2 separate regions of the Rattus norvegicus genome follow, and region 1 is linked to region 2. The links are chromatin contacts, called in public Hi-C maps. All regions are on one chromosome and are shown on one strand. Each heading gives the region's core, a stretch centred on a gene start, on an enhancer-like site or on the middle of the called end of the contact. The rest is flanking DNA. Distances are from core to core; before and after follow the strand shown. Region 1 overlaps Kif13a (kinesin family member 13A). Region 2 overlaps Kif13a (kinesin family member 13A).

The links. Hi-C and Micro-C count contacts between places; a contact is called where the count stands out from the background.
Region 1: a Hi-C map of hepatocytes shows a contact between it and region 2, with 2.5 times the contacts expected there. The contact joins two enhancer-like sites. A contact is called at or near these places in 6 of 12 Hi-C or Micro-C datasets (the A7r5 cell line, the Rat2 cell line, hepatocytes and 2 more).

The regions. Positions count from the first base shown.
Region 1 is chr17:18,062,069-18,068,166 of GRCr8, forward strand. All of the region lies in intron 2 of Kif13a (kinesin family member 13A), which reads left to right. Among named protein-coding and RNA genes, the nearest start is that of Kif13a, 92 kb to the left of the region's middle. Within about 2 kb of position 1,908, at least 44 of the 93 cell types and tissues checked have an H3K27ac peak or open chromatin away from gene starts, as enhancers often do. A contact at or near this core is called in the A7r5 cell line, where this site is marked.
Region 2 is chr17:17,990,340-17,996,540 of GRCr8, forward strand. The region is part of intron 1 of Kif13a (kinesin family member 13A); the gene reads left to right. Among named protein-coding and RNA genes, the nearest start is that of Kif13a, 21 kb to the left of the region's middle. Within about 2 kb of position 3,787, at least 33 of the 93 cell types and tissues checked have an H3K27ac peak or open chromatin away from gene starts, as enhancers often do. A contact at or near this core is called in the A7r5 cell line, where this site is marked.

The DNA.
Region 1 (6,098 bases), core at 658-3,157, 70 kb after region 2:
TGTGCATCCAGGAAATAGCTGATAGTTATTAGTCATTCCGTAAAGCTGTAACGGTTCTTCATGGAGTCAGCAGGAGCACCGACGCTGGCTGTTCAGACATCATTAAGGTCGGCCCATATTGTACACGATGCCTGCTGTTCTGAGAGCCACTGACCAAATGGAAAACTCGGCTCAAACCCTTTGCAGGATTGATATTCTCTCTCTCTCTCTCTCTCTCTCTCTCTCTCTCTCTCTCTCTCTCCCTTCCTCCCTCCCTCTCTCTCTCTCTCTCTCTCTCTCTCTCTCTCTCTCTCTCTCTTCCTTTATGGTACTTTACAAATTGTCTCACACACGTGACCGTTCTGGTGACTCCACTTCGTCAAGTTCCCGAGTGTCCTAAGTCTCCTTGAAATCAGGAATCCTTTTTATTAAAGAATTTTTTTTATTAAAAATAAAGAGGAGGAGAGGGAGGGAGGGAGGGGGACATGTATATCAGAAGACAGCTTGCTGGAGTCAGGTCTCCCCTTCCACTAAGTGGGACTCAGGTTGCTGGGCTTTTGCAGCAAGCCCCTTTGTCTGCTGAGCTATCTCGATGGTCCAGAAAGTCTCTTTTTGCATTTGTTTAATTAAAGTATATAATCACAAAGACATCCGTTTGACATAAACCAGCTTGGAACCCAATACAACTGACCCTTCTAAAACTTTCCTCAGCCAGCAGAAGCATCAGGGCTCTCGCCTGCAGCGGGCCTGTATCAGTTCGGGTCATTAATGTTTATGAATCTCAAGAACTGGATAGGAGGGAGCAGTTTGATTCAGGAAAATATAGTTGGTAAAGATGCCCAAAATATGAACGATCAAGTTAATCCTATGAACTCTAAAGTAGATATATTTGTGTATTTAATCTTAGAGCATATGTTTATTAGACGTGTGTCTTTTTCTTACCTCCGGTGTCTACCCCGCCCCCAGGTCCCTTTTTAACTTGGGGACAGGGTTTCGTGTATCCCAGGCTGACTTCAAGCATGCTGTTTGGGGCTGGAGATGACCTTAAACTTTGACCCATCCTGCTCCCACCTCCCAACTGCTGGATTAAAGCCGTACACCACCATGACAGGGTTCCCCTGACTGGAGCTGGGACCTAGGGCGTCATGCACACCAGACACACACTGCTCTGACTGAACCACAGCCCTGCCTCCAGATAACCCTTTTAAATCCTACCCCACCCTGCCTTTTTTGTGTTTCCTTTTTCTGACCCAGAAACACAGTTTGACCTAGCTGTGTTCAGAGGGGCAGATAACAGTAACCGCGGTGTAAATATAGTCCGTATGCTGCAGTCCTTCCCAGCACGGTGCTAGAGGGCAACTATAATGACCAGAACAGAGTTAGATAGGAACGCTATTGTCTGCATTTCATAGATTTAAAAAATATATATATAGAGAGAGAGGTTACCCTTTAGAGGTGAAAGCGTTGACCAATGTAAATCAAAACAAAAATGGTGACACATTCTATAGATGATGTATGGATTCGACTCCTGTCCTGGACAGGACTCATCTCCCTGAGCCCTAGAGTGTTTCTGTTAGAAGCCCTGGTCTGGAGTTGAGCTGGGAGTGTTAGTGCTCAATTCTTCCCTCTAGACAGATGCTGTCCAAACTCCTGAGCCCATGTGCTTGGTTGAGCTGTTTGCACGTTTCCCCAAGACCACCATAGCCAGGAGTTCTAGAAGGGCCAGAAGCTTGGGTCTGCTACCTCACTGGAGAGAGTCACTGTATAGCGCTGTCAGAGCCCAGGGACGCTTCTTAGGCAGTAGCCGCTCACGTGGAGACAGGCTTCCCCGTCGAGCTTGCTTTCTCTTCTCCTTGCCCCCTTCCCTCTGAGTCAGCCACTTTATGCAGCCATAACAACAAAAAGAACCAGCTCCTGCCAGCCCTAGCAGAGTCCCCAGGCTGGAAACATTGTCTGGGTGAGTCACTCCCTGCTATGGTACAAGTGGCACTCCCCTGGACTGCAATTCTGATAGCACTTGGACGCCACCGTGGAAAAATGGCCTGAGGTTTACTTTCACTTCCTGGCCCAGTTTCTCAAGTTCTCTTTACCAGCTCCCTTCATGGTAAACTTCTGAAGTTGATTGAAAATTAAATTTCGCACCTCCGGGTCAAGGCTTAAAGTTTTTGTTCCTTTATCTGAACTAGAGCTTGGGTTCCTTCAACTTAAATATGGCCCAAAGTCTCTGGATGTGAGAAGTTTTGTGAGCTGTACTCCCCACACCAAAGGCCTTTGAGGAAGGAATTTGCTTAAACCTCATCCAAATAAGGCCTTCTTCTCCCTTCGAGGTATGCAAGCAAGACCTGTCCGTTCTTGTACTCTCCAGGTGCTCTGATTTGGAGCTGGGCCAAGTCCAGAGTCATCAAAATTACTGTGGCTGTCAGCCCTGTGTAGAGGAGAAGGCACCTTCATAAAGAACCAGGCCCAGGAAGTGCAGCACACACACACACACACACACACACACACACACACAGCCCGGCTCCCGCCACCCCAACTCCAGAGGAAAAAGAGAGGAAGAAAAGGAAGGGGCTTAAGAGATCAATTCGACCTTGGGTTGTGTTTTTATGGTTAGCTTCCACAGCTATAGGGAATCTGTGATCAAAACTTACACAGAAAACCTTTGGAGACCCCAATTCATGGCTGACTGGCCCCGTTGTTTTGGTATTGAGAGAAAAAAAAAAAAAAAAGACCACATATAATGATTGGCCTGTAAGGCGGAATAAAACCTTTAACCTCAAGGCCAAGAAGTAAAGAGGGAGAAACTGGGGTTCCAAATCCTCTTCCTGGGGTTGGTGATTTAGCTCAGTGGTAGAGCGCTTGCCTAGCAAGCACAAGGCCCTGGGTTCGGTCCCCAGCTCCGAAAAAAGAAAAAGAAAAAAAAAGTGCCTGGCCAAATCCTCTTCCTGCAAACCCCCAGTAATCCAAGGAGCCCCCCACACACTTAGGCTCCCACCTTCTAAAGATTCCACTAACTCCCACTAGTGCTACGCCCGGACAGCAGTCGTTACCTTGTGGGGCTTTGGGGACATGAAAGACCTAAGCCATAGCACTGTCCCAAGCTTAGGTACTATACTCTCCCATGTAGAAGACTATTCAGTGTAGGTCTGTACTGGGCTGCACCCTGCTTAAGAGTTTTATCCACTCTGATGTGTCAGCCGTGATGCTTTTTTAAATGTGGATTATGAACAACACAGACCATATCCTCTCTCTCTTTGTTCTCTTGCTTTCTAGGCCTCAGCCCGTCATGCCTGTTCAGTAGGTGGATGTTGGCCACAGGACTTATACCATTGTCTTTTCCCTTGTCCCAGGCTGTCTTCCTTAAGTGCTTTGCTCTCAGGACCCTGAATTGTAAAGACCTGGCATGGTGACTGGGAAGCCATTACTGCTGCTCCCAAGGGGTCAGGCGATGCCCACACAGGGAGACCCGGTGGTGTTGGTGTCTCAAAGATCCGTATCGTACGTGACTCAGTGTTGGGTGACTCAGACCGTGACTCAGCTTGCAGAAAGCCCACGCAGGAGCTCCTGTTACTGCTCTGACATCGTGTTACAGGTCTCACCGGACATGCCCATGTTTTACGACTTGTCTACATGGTCATAGGAGATGCCATTAGAAACCCTGAAGGAAATTGGCGTCTTGGCCATGCTTATTAACAGTGAGGTCAGATGCGGCGTGTCCCGTGGACTCACCACAGCGGGCGTGTGCAGCTGACGTCTCCACAGATGCCCCCGACACTGGTTCTGTTCAGGAGCCACAGGCCTCTTGGGTTTGGCAGTGTCCTGGCTTTGCTTGGTTTGTCTGGGTTGGGGACAAATACCCAGAGGTCCTCCTGTTTCCCACAGGACTTCTGAACTTCCCTGTAGGCTTTTGCCTAGGCAAACAGCACTTCCTTCTGCTTGAGTGTAAACTGTACAGTAATTGGGAAGCGGTCAGGGTGGGGACATTGCATGTTTTATGAGATCTGAATTCCCTAGTTCCCACCAGGCAGCTTAAACAGCTGCTGGTTTTTGGGTTTTTTTTTTTTTTTTTTTTTTTTTTGGTTTTTTTTTGTTTTTTTTTTTTTTTTTTAATGAGCCAAGGTTCAAAAGCAGTGGATAAGTCATTCTTTCCTATGCTGGGAAAGGCTGTTAGCTTTTAAAAAACATGGAAGTGAACAACGCAGAACGTTTTCTTAAAAATGAAAAGGCCTCGCATCTGGGGATGGAGCTCAGTGGTTTGAGCACTGACCTAGCACGTAAGTCCCCAGTACCACAGAGGGAAAAGAACGGCCTTCATTATCTGGGCCAACCATGGGTCTTCGTGTGGGTCTTCGGGATGTCCAGGGTTCTAAGGCAGAGTGAAGAAGTGAAGCCATCCCTGCTCTGCCTGTAGGGTACGCTGCTGTTGATGGGGGCAGGGCCCACAGTATGATCCACAGTGCACTTTGAAGATTTGGTTAACCGTTTGGATCTTGGCTATGTTCACAGCTGTTCTTCCTGTAATGGCGGTTCCCTGATGTTGGCTGAACAAAAGAATTGGTTCAGTGCAACTGCAGCCCGGGGCTCATGTGTTCACAGAGCCTCGAGGTGGGAAAATAGCGAGAAGCCCATAGAATTGGTCCGTTTGCCATTTTACTGACGCTGTTCTTTGTAGTGTGTTCTTTCCCTCTGAAACATTCTATCCTAATGTTGCAAAGGAGTGGGAACTAGTTTGCCTATTCTGGGTTCTATGCCTTAGCACGCTGTGCCTCTCTCTCTCTCTCTCCACCAAGAGAGCTAGGAAAAAACCTGGCAACAGATGACTCCTTTCTCAGGAGTGCTGTCCGCTGTCTTATCCTTTTCACTCTCATTCTTAAAACTAGGAAGCTGCCCAGAGCTCTCACAAAGACAGGAGGAATGAATGGTGGCTGATTAGCTTCCTTCTCTTTGCACCAAACTAATGACAAGACGATGCTCACTGTAGATAATGACTAAAGAATCATCCCAGGCTTTGTGCTCGTGAGGCACCGTGGCTGGTGCCTCTGTGACCGTCCTGACATCCATGGGGTCTTCCCAGAGCCCCACAGCCGGTGAGAGGCAGCACACATGACTCAAAGAAAATGTGCGCAAACTCCTCTGAGATCCAGGTGTGAAAACTGTGAACAAAAAACTGTAAAGGAAAGAGAAAGGATTTGGGCATTACACATTTTGCTTTTAAGGCTGGGCAGTGGTGGCCCATGCCTTTAATTCTGGCACTCGGGAGGCAGAGGCAGGCAGATCTCTGAGTTCAAGGCCAGCCTGGTCTACAGAGTGAGTTCTGTGACAGCCAAGGTTATCTGGCTCAAAAAAAGTTTTTATTTTTATTATATAGTGTGTGTATTATATTGCATGTGGAGGTCAGAGGGCAACCTGTAAGGGCATCGGTTCCTCCTTCCCACCCTGTAGGTTGCAGGGGACAAGGAGGAGTCTTCAGGTGGTGAAGCGCTCTGTTACCTGCTGGGCTATGAGCTCTCTCACTGCTGCCATCTAGCTGAACTTTTTAATATTTGAATATGAAATATCATGCAGAGTTGGGAATGACGCTTGGAGCATGTATGCGAGACCAACAGTTGATGTCATTAACATGCATTCAGGGAAGAAGCAAGCTTATAGAGTGACATGGGATTCAGACAGCCTACTTACTGAATGTTAAAAGTAAGTGAGCTGGGGCTGGAGAGATGGCTCAGAGGTTAAGAGCACTGACTGCTCTTCCAGAGGTCCTGAGTTCAAATCCCAGCAACCACATGGTGGCTCACAACCATCTGTAATAAGATCTGGTGCCCTCTTCTGGTGTGTCTGAAGACAGCTACAGTGTACTCATATATAATAAATAAATCTTTAAAAAAAATTAGGGGCTGGGGATTTAGCTCAGTGGTAGAGCGCTTACCTAGGAAGCGCAAGGCCCTGGGTTCGGTCCCCAGCTCTGAAAAAAAGAACCAAAAAAAAAAAAGAATTAAAAAATAAAAAATGTGTTCACATGGATGAAGGAAATATTCATGATTTTTGTCTTTAAAAGATTGTTTCCTTTGGAATGTGAAGTTATAATAAAATGCATTCCAGTCTCTCAAGGAACCTAGCTGTAAATT
Region 2 (6,201 bases), core at 2,537-5,036:
TGGCGCACTCTCCCAGACTGGGCTGGCTGGAACATGGCAGCACAAACGTAGCTCTAGAGCCTAATCCCACTGACAGTCACTGCTTTGGACTGACAGGCAGAGGCTGCCACTGCTTAGCACTCCATGACATAAGTGATGGTTATTCAGCCAAAAGGTCACCCAGCATTTGGCAGGAGTTCACATTGTAAAGGTTTACTGACTGCATGGTCTACATGGCAGCCTTTGCTTGAGATTTAAGCAGGAACTAATGGGAGAGGATTGTGCTCTAGGCAAAGTCATGAAACCAGGAATTCATGTCTAGGAATGCCCCTGAGTCTGTGTTACCCTCTGACCTAGGGGTGGTATGTGGTCACAGTCTTACTGGGGCAAGGGCTACATCACTCTGCCTTGGGCATTCCTGTGAGCCTCCCTTGTCATGGGAAGAGAGGGAAAGAGTTGAGGAAAGAGAGACACTGGCCAGTTGTCAGCATCTCCAGTCAGCATCACCTGGACTTGTCACCTGTGAATATCATGTCCATCTTCCTCCTGGGGGATGAGAGCATCTTGGGGCATCCCACCCTACAGTTCCCAAGAGGCAGTTGGATCTCTGCTATACTTGGAAAGCAAGCTTGTCAAATCTCTATGTTCCTGTGTAGAGCACGGGGACCAGTGCTGTTCCTCAACTGGTCACTCCCCCCGGCATGCTCAGCGTTGAGGAAAATTCTCAACATGTGGTCCAAGAGTGTACATTGGCATAGAAGTCCCCTGAGAATGGCAAGCTGCAGGGATAACTTAGAATCTGGTCATAGTTGTGGTTTTAAGAAAGGCCTTTGTCTTTATCAATGCTTTACAAAGTTGCTTATGCAAACTCTACATTTCATTTACCAGCTCCTTGACAGAAAGTTGCTGGTGATACAACCGTGAGCTTAGTCCCATGGCTGAAAGTCACAGCAGGGGGACAGACGACTGTGGCTGGCCAATTGAGGGCAGGAAACCACACTGAGTACTAAAAGTTCCTGGGAAATAGTGGCCCGTGGCAGCCTGGATGCTGGTGTGACCTTGGAGACTAAGCAGGGGTCTTGGCTCTTGGGATCTTCAGTGTTTGTTACAATGTTTTTCCTTGTTTCTCTCTGCCTGAGACAAATTTGGTTTCCCATTCTTTCTGGGTGACTGAGTTGGGTTCTCTCTGTCTTCTCTTATTCCAAGCCGGCCGGCTGTAGATGAAATGGTTCTAGTTCTGTTGTTGTTGTTGTTGTTGTTGTTGTTGTTGTTGTTGTTGTTGTTGTTGTTGTTTGTAAGGTTGGAAGTCAAACCATAGCTTCATGCATGCTACTACATTGTCTCTTTCTAAACCATGACTCCAGTCTGTTATAGTTATTGTTATTGTTATTGTTATTATTATTATTATTATTATTATTATGATGCTTAATCCTAATGATGCATGAAGCTTTTCAGGTGTTCATATCTAACACCTGCCTTATACAGGGGAAAGGAATGGCCCCAGGTCTGTCTTTCTTCCTTTCCTTTCCTTTCCTTTTTCTTTCTTAGCTCAAGCAACTTCTTTGTTTTTAATGTTGTTTAATCTCACTATACACACGGCAGCTGTTCACCTTTGAAAACTTACAGTGGGGCTGGGGACTTAGCTCAGTGGTAGAGCGCTTACCTAGGAAGCGCAAGGCCCTGGGTTCGGTCCCCAGCTCCGAAAAAAAGAACCAAAAAAAAAAAAAAAAAAAAAAAAGAAAACTTACAGAATGTAGGTTAGAGATGAAGTATGGTTTGCTCATCAGGCTGTCAACAGTGTAATGCATTTCATGGCCGGTGTGCAGTAATTTATACCACTGGGATGCATAACTCCTTTCCTAAATCTCTGGAAATGGTTGCTAGGGGTACAGCGTCTAGGTACTCTGTGCCGGAGGTTTAGTCTGAGCACGGTTCCGTCTTGACGTTTTCTCTCACTCCTGTGTTAGCGTCTTCCTTTCTACAAACTTTCCCCTTCAGACTCCCTTGCTTCTGAGAAAGTATTCCTACCACAGGGAGCCCAGCATTTGCCGAGCCAGGCTATGTCCTGGTTGACTGTTCAGAGTTTTCTGTTGCCCTTTAGTGTTAGGAACACAGCCAGAAACTGGACCACTGAGGTGAGGCTCTCAGTACTTGACCTTGCTGAAGCTGGGTGACCTTGGATAGGCTGCTTCCACTCCGTGTGCTGTCACCTGCAACTTCAAGTCAGCTAGATGAGAGCACTCAGTGGCAGCTGTTTTAGTGACTTACTCTACATTGGAGTCGGAGCCCTGTGACAGAGGGATTACACAAGTAGTGGAATGAAGAGAACAAAGATTCCTTGAAATTACCTCTCATAATTAAGAAGGTAGGAGGATGCATTCAGGTGACTGCGTCTGGTCCATGTGGAAACCCCAGGCATGTCATGTGTTTAGTTAGATGTCACAGATGCTCTGCTTACTAGTCACCCTCTCCTCTCTCTCAGTCTGTCTGTCTGTCTGTCTGTCTGTCTGTCTGTCTGTCTCTCTCTCTCTCTCTCTCTCTCTCTCGGTGTATGCGCAGATGGTCATTCTTGGCCCACAAGACTCTCTTTGTCTTGTCCTTTCTTTCTTCCCCTTCTTCCTGACCTCCATCTTTTGTCACTTTCTCCTCTTTCCTTCTTCTCCTCCTTCCTCCTCCTCTCCCTCTTCCCCCTTCCCTCCCTCCCCTCTTCTCTTCAGTTTTGAGACAGATTCTCATATAGCCCAGGCTGGCCTTGAACTCACTATACAGCCAAGACTAATAATGTCAAGCTCCTGATCCCCCTCCCAAGTGTACCTTACTGTGCCCGGCTTGAGTGTCTTCTTAACTGTGTTCTTTTAGCTAGTCCTCAGAACTTTCGGATCTGCTCACTGTCAGAAACATGTTCCACAATCCTGAATACTTAACCGTTTCGAAAAATAGATCCTTTTAGTGGGGAGAAAGCAAAACAAGAAACAAACTCTAAATGGACATACCAGGCCATTTCCCACATATACCCGGGTTGTAGTGTGGGGCCACCTTAGAGGAAATGAAAAAAATTACACATAATTTTCACGAGTTAACAATGATGGATTTCATTTTAGCCTCACCTCTGTTTTTCCACCTATGTAGGTACAATTTTTAACCCAGTACTAAACTACATTAATTAATTTTCGTGTGTGTGTGTGTGTGTATGTATGTTTGTGTGTGTGTGTATATGTGTATGTATGTTTGTGTGTGTGTGTTTGTGTGTGTGTTTGTGTGTGTGTATATGTGTATGTATGTTTGTGTGTGTGTTTGTGTGTGGGTGTGTATATGTGTATGTATGTTTGTGTGTGTGTTTGTGTGTGTGTATATGTGTATGTATGTTTGTGTTTGTGTGTGTGTTTGTGTGTGTGTATATGTGTATGTATGTTTGTGTGTGTGTTTGTGTGTGGGTGTGTATATGTGTATGTATGTTTGTGTGTGTGTTTGTGTGTGTGTGTGTGTGTGTGTGTGTTTGGCGGAAGGTGCTTACATACCATGGCACACCTGTGGAGGTCAGAGGACAGTGTGCACCACCTGCATCCCAGGGATTGAACATGGATGCCAGACTTGGCAACAGGTGCCCTAATCTGCTGCTTCTCTGGGTTCAGATCGATCCCTTATAATTTGTCAAGTTTGTGTTATTACATTACTTTAGATTAGTGCTAAAGTGAACGTCTCTGTTATTATAACGGTGAGTCTAAAGTAAATGGCCAGGGCCAACCGAGCTCCATGCCGGGTCAGTCACGGGAGTTGGCATTGCAGGCATCTTGGGGTTGCCCTGGAAACGCCCGCTAACGATGCACACTCGGATAGCTTTGTTTTGAGTCACTTGTAATATTTTCCCCCCTTTCCTGCTGCTAAAAAGAGAATGGAACTTTTGACTCAGTGAAAGCTATGCGAGATTTTGTAAAGACCAGGAACCAGAAGTCTGGGTTCTCTGAATAATGGCTGAGTGCTGGCTGTGCAGATGGCCTTTTGGAGAACGTGACAAGGGACAAGAGCTCTAGTCTTCCCACATTATTTTCATATTTGAAGTCCAGTTTCAGAGGGCTTGTGCGCCTGGCCTCAGTGGACACATGTCTTCCTCCCCTCCCTCTCCTCCTCCTCCCTGGTCCTCCTTTCATTTTCAATACCAGGGACTGAACATAGAGCTGGTGGGTGCTACAGAAACACCCTGCTTGTGAGTCCTTCCTATTTATCGATTGATTTCTAACATTAAACAGAGTCTCACTAAATTGCCCACACTCTTCTCAAATCTCAAACTCTCCTTCCTCAGCCTCCCAAGGGCGGGGTCGTCACAGTGTACCACGCATAGTGTACCACGCGGTGTGATGAATGTGACATTTCTTTGTCACCAAGTTGTTTGTTTGTTTACCTAGCTGAAGAATCGGCATGACTTAGAAAGATCTGACACAGCAAGTGTTAAGAGGAAGTTAGTCAAGGATCCCAGGAAAGCCCGTAGCCTTTCGCTGAGGGTGCACGAGCCTCAGTGGCTATCCCTGTACTTTCCTAGAAAGTGTCCTCTAAAGGACACTTAGATGGGATTAAATAGAGCCAGATCTGGAGCTGTACAGATGACAGTGTCCCCTATGTACCAACGTGCATGCAAAATTTGCCTAGAGTGTCATCTGCCTGCTTCTATTTACTTCCGAAGAGTTCCTGAAAATGATTCTTCCCCTTCGAGAAAGCAGCATGGCAGTATCTCTGTGGACCCCCCACCCCCCACCCCAACATGCATATTTTATTTCTTTTTTTTTTTTTTTTTGGTTCTTTTTTTTTTGGAGCTGGGGACCGAACCCAGGGCCTTGTGCTTCCTAGGTAAGCGCTCTACCACTGAGCTAAATCCCCAGCCCCACATATTTTATTTCTTATAATGGACACTTCCATAGTTTTTATACATTTGCTTTCCTTTTATTTTACCCCAATGGCTTACTTAACTACTACTATTACTACTACTACTTCTTCTTCTTCTTCTTCTTCTTCTTCTTCTTCTTCTTCTTCTTCTTCTTCTTCTTCTTCTTCTTCTTCTTCTTCTTCTTCTCCCTCCTCCTCTTCCTCCTCCCTATAGTATAGGATATAAGGTACAGCGAACCATACCCTCAACTGATGATGTCCGCTTTTAAGAGCCACAGATAAGATTTATTAGGCTACCTTTTCAGGCCAGTAAACTGTCACACCTCATGAAAACTAGAAAAGCAGACTTACCTGAACGTCATTGGCATTTTTTTTAAAAGTTTTATGTTCTATAAGAATTAATGGGGCAGCTATGATGCAGGCCGTTTAAACCAAAGGAAAGAAGTTAATGGAGCTGACTTGCCCCAACCTGAATAGTTAGGTCCCGGATTAATAGACTTTCAGCCCAACTTCATTAAGGTATAGTTCACCTAAGATAAAACGCACCCATTCAGGGGTGGCCTCCTTGAGTTTTTACAGTTGAGTGCACCCTGTAGCCACCGCCAGCATCAGGGTATTGAATGCAGCCATTACCCAGGTGTTTTCTGGGACCTGAGTCATTGGTGAAGCATCCGTCCTGTAAAATCCTCTCCACTCAGTACAGCATTCTCCCCTCGGAGTCTCTCGTTCTTGAGCATGCTCACTTTGTCTTGTGCTCCTTCACTGTCTCTCCCCGTCTTCTCTCTTGTGCGCTGGGTTTGCACATCCAGGACGCACTTCTACACTGAACTACGTCTTCAGCCTCAAACAGCTTTTACTCTATTTCCCTTTCCTTCCCTCCCCCTCCCTCCTTCCCCAATTCTTCCCTTTTTTTTTTTTTTTTTTTTTTTTTTCCTGGACAGAGTCTCATGTATCCCAAGCTGCCTTCGAACTCACTGTGTATCTGGCCTTAAACTCACTATGTACACCAAGCTGGCCTGGAACTCACTTTGTATCCCAAGCTGGCCTTGAACTCCTGACCCTCCTGCCTCTACTTCCCAAGAGCTGAGATCCCAGATGTGCAGTATCACACGAAGTCCCTTCCCGTTTGTCTGGGTCTCAGCCTGTCGTGGGAAGCATACTCTTCGTTATCCAGACTGCCTGGCTATGTAATCCTCTATGGGATGAAGACTGTGTTTGTGCGCCTTGAGCTCGATAGCAGGTAAAGGACAGGGAGATCTGCAGTCCAAATGATCAACTGCACCCACGTAAGAAGCTTTGGGGCTGATGGATAATGTAAGCCTCATCCATCAGTCACGGTGCGTT